2 separate regions of the Gossypium hirsutum genome follow, and region 2 is linked to region 1. A link is a contact called in public Hi-C data. All regions are on one chromosome and are shown on one strand. Each heading gives the region's core, a stretch centred on a gene start, on an enhancer-like site or on the middle of the called end of the contact. The rest is flanking DNA. Distances are from core to core; before and after follow the strand shown. Region 1 holds the start of LOC107918698 (ureide permease 1). Region 2 holds the start of LOC107918781 (protein enabled homolog).

Region 1 (4,672 bases), core at 734-3,233:
GAGGAAGTGCCTGAAACCATGATCAAAGATTTCACATATGATGGCGAATAGACTACTTAAGCATTCTTATTCAATGGAAATGATCATTAAAATCAAACCTGAACAGCATCTGCTGCTGCATAGCCTGCAGCTTGGCCTCCCATGAACTGGAGACCATTCCCGAACCCACACAGAAACCCGGCGAGGAAGGCCCACCCTCGGCCATTCCAGTCCTTTAGATAGGCCTTAAAGGACGATTTGGAGACTCCCAAAGCTGGATGGTAAAGGAAGCTGATGTTTAGGACGAGAGCAATTACGAAACAGGAGACAGAGAAGTAGAAAAATGCTGTGTAGACAACCAACTTGGGAACCCCTTGTTTCAAAGTGTGCCATTGATCGTTTGTTGCCAAGTTGAATGCCGGTGAGAAGAGGGAGAAGCAAACGCCGGCGAAGAAAGTTAAGGTCAGTCCAATGAACATGCTCTTTCCGAACACCTGCAGAAGAGAAAACACAGAACAAAATGAAGCCAAGACCAAATAGACTTCCCAAAACTGAAAATGGTGAAGCTGAAACTAACTTCCCAACCTTGATTGACCTCCTTTTTTCAAGCTCTATCAAGAAGGTTGCTGTTCCGGCTTTTGCCTTGCGTATAGGACCACCCGCGTTCTCTCGATCCTTTAAAACTGCTTCTTCAGACGCCGATGGAAGCACAGTCCTGGAAAACACTGATCAATCTCATGATTTGCATATATATAGTAACAAACCAATCAAACAGGAAAATGAATCAAAATCAAAATTTGTTTAGGTAATGTATTGGAAGGAAAACGAGCAAACCCTTTTCCAGTTTCATTATCAATTGGCCAACTGCTAAGCTTTGCTTTATAATCAGCTGCATTGGATGAGTGAACAGCTGATGCAAGACAAACAGCAACTAGGAAGCAACCAACACCAGGAAAAAGGATCTCAGCTTTGTTTATTTTTCCATCCAAGAAGTAATTCAAGGTTGTACCTGTTAGAACCAAAGAAAATTTAATCAATGAAATCAGAAATCAAGTTCTTTTCGATGTCAATAGATTCAAATATTCAATATCTAACCTATAACAACAGTCATGCTTGATGAAATGACTTCTACAACTGATAAACCAACAAAAGCCCAAGCATATTGTGTAGAAAGGTTTCCCAAGCTGAGAACCACCCCACCAGCCATTGCGAATAAAACCGAAGACCAATTATCCTGCATCAAATTCCCATGAATATATTACATTCGGAATGAGTGAAGGGATTGCTGATATTGGGATTCCAGCACCGAACTTGCTAAATACCATTTCTCTGAGTGGCTATATGAACCAAGTGGGTTAAGCACTTAGAATCTTTTCAGCTGTAGCAAATAACAGTAACCTTTTATGTTCTTTGAAATGGAAAACTAGACTAGAAGACTTTCCAAGATAGCAACAATCCCAACTGGGAAACTCACCTGGGAAAGTTGCGTGAAGAAATTGGGCCTTTCAACCGTGCTGTCCCCAATTTGGCCAAATGTTAAAGCTATAATAACAGCAGCCAAGAGATTTGTGATTGTATAATCAAGGTAAGTGTGCTGGGGAAGGCGTCCTCGCCTCTCTAGCAGAGTGATAAGTGCAGGCCATGTACCCAGGAACAAAAGAGCTAACAGCATACACACTATGGCACCCCCTTTGCTCTCCACTACATACATGATCTTCACTCCGTAATATCTGATACAATCCTAAAACCATGAAAAACTTGTCAGTTGAAAACATGTTCTCCAATCATCTTTTCCCAAGCACTCCAATGGAGTCATTGAAAGATAATACAGAAAGGTATCCTTTCTAACTTTACCTTGAATCTCGGAACTAGGGAAAATAAAAGAATAAAATATGCTGAATCCAACTGGAACCATCTGCTTTATAGTTTATCTTGTTAAAGCAGATTCGTTTGACTGCAACTTGTTTTAGATATTTGCACGTTTCTTCTTTCTTTCCGCCATACATAGTGGGCCAAAGTATTGCTAACTATTAAATTTATAAATATAATTTTTAAATTTATGATATCTTCATTATATCAATATAGAATATATATACTAATAGCTATTGTAGGGGTTGCATAGATGATCAAATTTTTATTGGTTGGTGGGTATATTTTCATGTTTCTATGAGTGGAAAAATAGATGAATACTCAAATGGGTGGTATTTTAATGGGATCTGATCCAGCTTGGCTATATCAGGTTTATTTTTTTAATGAATTTGATGCTTTTATTCCTTTTTGAAAGGGTTTGCAGAAGATTGCGGTCCAAGCTGGCTGTATTGTCCCCAAAATCAAACATGACATAACAGATATGGCTGGTTATATATATGTATTTAATGTTTAAGCATACCATTAACCGACAATCACAAAGTGTTCTCTAATATTTTAAAATAGGACACAGTACGCCATTCTCAGTGATTGGAAGCAAGGTTACAGGAGTAAATGAAAACCGATGATATTTAGCTGCAAGCAATGCGAATACAGACTCTTTTTTTTTTTTGTTTATAAAGTAGGAATTGAACTATAAAATTTTTGAATGTAATTTTATTTTGAGGTGTTAAAATACAATTTTTATTATTTATTTACTTTTAGTTTTATCATTTATGTCCCCTTAATCTAATTTTTGAAAACTGAATTAAAATGATCAAAGTCTAAAAGGATTGAATCCGTAATAAACCAATTCAAAAAACTTAAATATTGAAGATTTAATAATAATAATATCAACTTTATGCTTAGCAGTGTGTAAAGTTTGCACAATTTCTCTTTTCTGGTCCCCGTCAAAATGTTTAAAAAATTCAATATGACCTATAAATTATTTAATGCCCTTGATTGAGACCTGCTAAGATATAATTTCTTTTACTTTTTCTTTCTTTTTATACAGCTAAGATATCATGTGATATATTAGTCAACTTAAGCAAGCTTAAATAATTAAATTATTTAAGAATCCTATAAGTAAGGGTATAACATAAAACAAAATTCAATTATTTTATTAAGCGTAAATTGTGAATTCAATTTTTATTTTTAAATTTGATATTTTTAATCTTTTTATTTTAATCATAAATAATTAAATTTATTAAATTAAATATTGTTATTTACAAAATCTTATTCGACAAATATATGATTACATGTGTAATATCATTTTATCATGTTATTTTCACATTATACTAAAAAATCACATTATTTTAGTTAATAAATTTAATGGTTATAGCTTGAATTAAAACTAAACCCTAACTATTAAATATGTTGAGTTAAATTATGTTATTTACAAAATCTTATGCTGACATATCATCAGATATATTATGTCATCTCAATCTACTATTTCCAAATTAATACTTAAAATTAAGTCACATTATTCTAGTTAATAAATTTAATGACTATTGTACCAATTAGGATTAAAGTCTCAAAATTCAAAATATATATATATAAAATAGCAAAACATTGACTTCAAAATATTTTGCCGAAACAAAAATATGTTGTAAATTCATATCTTTGATATTTATATGAGGGTTAATATCACAATTAGGGGTTTAAAGTTAAATACTTGAGAACGGTGTTTTGACGAGGATAGGTTAAAAGATGAAGTCGTTCGTTTCTTTTAAGAGCTATATTTGAATGATGATTTTGATAGGGATTGGATACTAGACTTTGGTTTTTTTTTTTTGAAGAATTGCCCACGGTTGTCAAAGAAGCTTTGAGTTCCAGAGTCACTAAAAAGGAGGTTAAGGCGACGCCTGGTAAGGATCTTCATGCAAGAGTTTATCAAAGTCAGTGGGATATTGTTAGAGAGTCAATGTTTCAAGTGGTGGTTAAAGCTTTTGAAGGCAGGCCGTTGGACCCAAGGACCACTAACACTGTGTTGGTTTTACTTCCGAAGGTGCAGAGACCGGAATCGTGGAGCTAGTTTAGACCAATAAGTTTGTGTTCTGTGGCATACAATACTATAAAAAAAACTATTGTGACGAGGCTAAAGTTCATATATCATACCTGTACTGGTGGCACCAAATCAGGTGAGCTTTGTGACTGGTTGTTCTATTAAGGATAATGTTATGATGATGCAAGAGGTGATTCATTCAATGCAAACGAATAGGAGGAGACCAAAGTAGATTACAATTAAAATTGATCTAAAAAAAGCACACGGTCGAATTAGATGGGAATTTCTTAAGGAAACTTTAAGGTATGCAAGATTATCGACTCATTTAATCTTTGAGGTTATGAATTATATTACGAGCTCAACCAAGCAAGTCTCATGGAATGGGGAATATATGAACGAGTTCAAACCTTCAAGAGGGGTTTGAAAAAGTGATGTTCTATCACCATATCTGTTTGTACTCTATATGGAAAGGTTAGGCCATTGCATTAGACATGCTATTGAGGAAGAAACATGGGAGACGATATGGTTATCTGATGATGGACCTAGTATTTCACATCTATATTTTGCAGACGATCTAGTTCTTTTCTGTAAGAAAAATGTACAAAAAGCCAACATGGTGAATCACATCCTTCAGAAATTTGGGAGATGTTCGGGCATAGAGCCAACAAATATAAATCCTAAGTTATCTTTTCAGAGGCAGTGGGAAATGGCTTAGCAAACCAAATCACATGCACACTTGGGGTGGAACATGTTGCGAATTTGGGTAGGTATCTTGGTGTCCCA
Region 2 (4,672 bases), core at 1,491-3,990, 150 kb after region 1:
GATTCGCCACCATACAGCCATGCATATTAGTGTTTAGTATTGGACAAATAGTTAAACTGATTAGATCAACTCAATATTTTAAAATAAAAATTCTAAAAAAATAATTAATTAAAAAACTATACACATTTAAATAACAATAAGACATAAACATCAATTATTCATTACAAATTCGATTAAAAATTTTAATACATGAACAAACTTTAGGTTTAACTTTTTCTTCCCTGTTTTGGTTTGGGCTGAGTTGAGTCTTGGGCTTATTTATTAATTTTTTATTTCTTAGATTTGGGCTAACTAGTTTAGGAAATAAGCTTGAACTTTTATTTTCTTTTGCTGATTTAGGCTAAGAAATTTGAGAAAAAAATCCAGGCTCAAAACAATGACTTTTCAAATCGATATATCAGTGATTCTTCATTCGACTGAATGATCTAGCCCTATTTAATCTGGTTTAAACAACTATGCCATGCATTTATCAAAAATTTTAACAACCATATGGTCTATTAGTAAAGTATTAAAATTTTAACCTCAAATATGGACAGTAAAATCTAAGTGAAAAATACAAAAAAACAAAATTGCAGTTCCACACAAAACAACTTTAAAATACCAAAAGTATCAAACCACATGAGTTCTTAACATTCTCCTTTTCAAACATAAGCCCTCACACAAAGGCATACATTACTATCAATTCATCAACATTCCAATTAATCACTAAAAGATTCTTAGACTGCTATTACTTGAACGAAATAACGAGAAGCAGCAATTACTTTAGTTGTTTTTACTTCTTTAACCTGGCCAACTTCAGATTGGCTTCTCGGATAGTTTCTCGCAATCTCTTTATCTCTGCTTGATCCTCCAATGTTTGACGAGTCTTTGCCAACTTCAGATCGCTTTCTAATCTCCGGTAAATTTCAACTCTTGATTGTTCAATGGTTTTGAAATATTTTGTTGAGCGCATTAGCATTATGTTGATAAACCTCGTATCTGTTGACGACGACAATTGTGACATCCAAAGGTAACTAAAAATCCTATCTCTACATATCATTACATATAATTGAGAAGAAATGAAATGCTAAAAATTATCTTCAATATAACTCAAAGAAACAATAAATTCATTAAATAGTAGCTTGCAACCATTACTTTGGAGCAAATCATCTAACCAACTTTCCCAGGCCACAAAATCTCCACTGTCTCCCAAAGCACCCATATTATTAGAATTCAGGATTCAAATATGCTGGAGGAACTTATAAGCAAAACAGAATAAGATATTGGTCTAAAAATAAGCAAATAAAATTAAGAACTTTGCAACATGATAACACAATAAATAAGGAGAAAAGTAAACAGCATTATGCATAGAATTAGAAACTGACAACTTCCCTACTCAGGATTTCCTTTTTGTGTGTGTGTGTTTCTACCTGATATTTCTTGTTTGGTTTGGTATCTTACCATAAATGTAGATTGGGAAATAAACAAATTGGGAGTAATTCTTCACCAAATTCTGAATTCTGGTGGGATCTGAGAATTCGTACTTGTCATCTGACTGCAGGAGAACAATATCTTAGACATTTGGCACTCAGAAGAATTGTACATTTGAAGAACCAGAAATTTCTAAGGCAATTGTATTTGTAACATTAAACACTACATTCAAATCTCAATGTTATTTATTATCTTCCTTTAAATTTTTAAACATGCAAATGCAAATACATTCAAATAGGGTGTAAAAGAGGAAAAAGAATGAACAAATGTAGTACCCTTAAATAAAGTGTAATCTGTGTACCACGGACTTGAAGATTTTCTAGATTAGTTTCCTCCCTATTCACATAGGAGCTACTGTCTGCTACAACTTCCCAACGTATTGCTTGTCTGATTTTGGACTCTTTGTAAACACAACAACCCGTTCAATAAACATATAAACAATCAACCCAATTAGCTTGAAAATTATTGAACGAAAAGGCTTCATACATGAAGCAAAAGATGAGAATGCAGGTTATATTAAGCTGACAGCATGTTACCTTCTCAGCACCAAGAAAAACAGAATAGGATTCAACACTAAATCGCCCAATCCAACACCACCATGTAAATCCCTAAATATTCCACCAAAAGCAGAAACAGAAGAGCAAAACCCAGGAAAAGCAAAAGAACCCACCTCTGCTTGGTACTCAAAATTCTCCCTGAAGGTCTCTTCGGCCTCCTTCTCAGGTACAGTTGAAGCCTCACATTAAACCACTATCTGGTTGTTTCTCTTCTCAAGTTTCCACCTCAATCAAAAGCAAGAGAAGGCCTTGTTGAGGGCATTTGGAGTTAGAAAAGCGGTTCTGAGATTGAAGGCCTTGTTACGGTTTGTCAAAGGGAGACAGGGTTGGGAGGAAATGGGATTAAAAAAATTTAAATTGATAAGTTGGTAATTTGTTGATGATTACAATGGAAGGAAGAAGAGAGGGAAAAGGTCTCAGACGTGAGAAAGAAATGATAATGGTGAGGGTAAAATTGAAATCTTAAGTTACTCACCCATTCCCTGAATTGTCATTATGTGGGAGACCACCAAATGGTAAACAGCATCTTTGTCCTGAGTAAGCCGTATGGAATAGGACTGTGATAACTCATTACAACCAATCAAACAATAGTTTAATGATGGGTCGAATTGAGTTGTAATGTATTGATATTACAGCCAACAAAATATGCTGTAAATTTTACCAATAATATCCCTTCAAATAAATTAAAAAAAGAAACCTTGAAGCATTGTTTAGTGGTGGAAGTGATTAGTGAATTAATTAAAAGGATGAAGATACGAGCTTTTACTCCACCAATCCAAACATTAATGTTTTGAGATTTATTTTGTTTTAATTATTACAACAAATTTATTTGCCCATCCCATTTTCACATGGTTATTTATCCCCGTATCACTACTCTCCCATCCCTCTCCCTCTTCCCCACCATCCCTCCCCCTATCACAAGTGCCTTCAATTTTTTGCAAACCTCCCCACCCTTGCCCTCTCCCCCTCTTCCCCCTATTCTTTCTTCACCATCATCCCCACCACCATTACCACCGTCGCCGCTATTACTACTCTGTTCCTTGCATCAGATTGGTGTTGTAACATTTGTGGCTTATGAGTTTACATTAGATCGGTTAGAGTCCATTTTTACTTCAACCTAACCCAGATTTCCATTTTTATTTTCCTTCTCACCTATTACATGTTTCATTCTTTTTCACTTTTGGCCTTTTTAAAGCAGTGAAAATAAACATAAGCGGGAAGCAATTATCTTAACGCGGAACGCGTTGCGCCGATTATTAGATTAAATGCGAGCTTCCAACTTGCTTTAAAGTATACATATTTTTCCCTGTTTTGTTATGAAAATATTTCATTTTCCAGGGAGTTTCAAACCAGCAGGTGAGTTTCAGTTTCAGGCGGTTATGGTGATAGTCTTCTGATAAACCAATTTCGGCCAGGTTTTTTTTTAAATGTTTGATTGGTTGGCTTTTAGTGTATTAAAGGGAAAATGGAGAAATCATTCATTCCTCATTTGGTTTTTGGTGTTTTGGTTGTTTTGGGCGTGTCTTTGGTGAATGCTGAAGACCCTTGTATTTCACCTGGACTGTTACTTATGGTACTCGTTCTATTCTTGGAGTTCCCCGGTAGGTTACTCTGATCTCTAAACTGTCAAATTCTGAAATTGTGTTTTGGGTTGATGAAAGTAATGTGCTTTTTTATGTGTATGTTTCTAGGTTTCTAAGAAAAAAAAGTTTTGATTTTTTGTTGTTGTGAAGGTTATCCTTCTTATCAATGGGCAGTTCACTGGACCAAAACTTAATGTAGTGACTAATAACAACATTATCTTGAATCTCATTAACAAGCTTGACCGGCCTTTCTTGTTCACATGGTATACATTGGTTCTTCTCATTTTACACTTTGTTCTTTGCATATGATTTAGGAAATGATGGAAGCATGAGTGAAGCAGATGAACCAAGTTATAACGAAGATGGAAAATGGTGAGAAGTGCAAAGGCAAGAATGGATGGCCATGGAAGAGAATGAAATGGAAGGACAATGTGGCTAGGCTTCTAATAGCAGTGGTAGTGGGGAAGAAGGGGAGAGGGATGGGAGAGCAATGATAGGGGACGAAAAATGGTATTTTTGTTAAGTCTGTAACGAAAATAATTAGTGATGCATGTTGTAATACCTAATTTTGCCCGGCCCAAATCAAATAAATAAACAAAAAATATATAAAAATAAAAATAAAAACAAAATTATTAAAAGTCCATCAGTCCAGCAAACCCAAAATACAAACTAAGTCCATTTACAGATAGCCCAATAACTCAAACAGATCCCAAATACCCACTTAACCTTGCCCAAACCAAAACCCAATTAACCTAGCCCAACTAACGTGGAAACAGAAAACCCTAATAGTATCCAGCGCCGCATTAGCGATGAATGCTGCCTTCATCCACACGCGTCGCCATGCACTGCCACGCATGCCTCCGTACGGCCACCTCCGTACCTCCACGTAGGTCTCCGTACACGTACCTGCAACACAACAAACGCAACGCAGCAGAGAGAACAAATATTGTATTTTTTGTTTGTTTGTTTTTCATTCTGAATATTCGGCTATAAGATTAGAGAGTAAACATTTTGTAAGTGTTACATACACGATCAATACAAAGAAATCGAAAAAAAGGAAAA

Evidence for each region. Hi-C and Micro-C count contacts between places; a contact is called where the count stands out from the background.
Region 2: a contact with region 1 is called in a Hi-C map of leaf, with 2.4 times the contacts expected there. The contact joins the promoter of LOC107918781 here to the promoter of LOC107918698 in region 1. A contact is called at or near these places in 5 of 34 Hi-C or Micro-C datasets (callus, leaf and petal).

The regions. Positions count from the first base shown.
Region 1 is chrD13:16,433,214-16,437,885 of Gossypium_hirsutum_v2.1, forward strand. LOC107918698 (ureide permease 1) reads right to left here and starts at 1,984. Exons shown (of 7, transcript XM_016848286.2): 1 at 1,834-1,984; 2 at 1,454-1,720; 3 at 1,075-1,213; 4 at 814-988; 5 at 565-694; 6 at 99-473; 7 at 1-10. The coding sequence starts at 1,690.
Region 2 is chrD13:16,579,041-16,583,712 of Gossypium_hirsutum_v2.1, forward strand. LOC107918781 (protein enabled homolog) reads left to right here and starts at 2,741. Exons shown (of 2, transcript XR_005922774.1): 1 at 2,741-3,628; 2 at 3,925-4,672. It overlaps LOC107918580 (a long non-coding RNA gene), which reads right to left and starts at 2,611. Exons shown (of 4, transcript XR_001690159.2): 1 at 2,007-2,611; 2 at 1,746-1,870; 3 at 1,441-1,534; 4 at 576-978.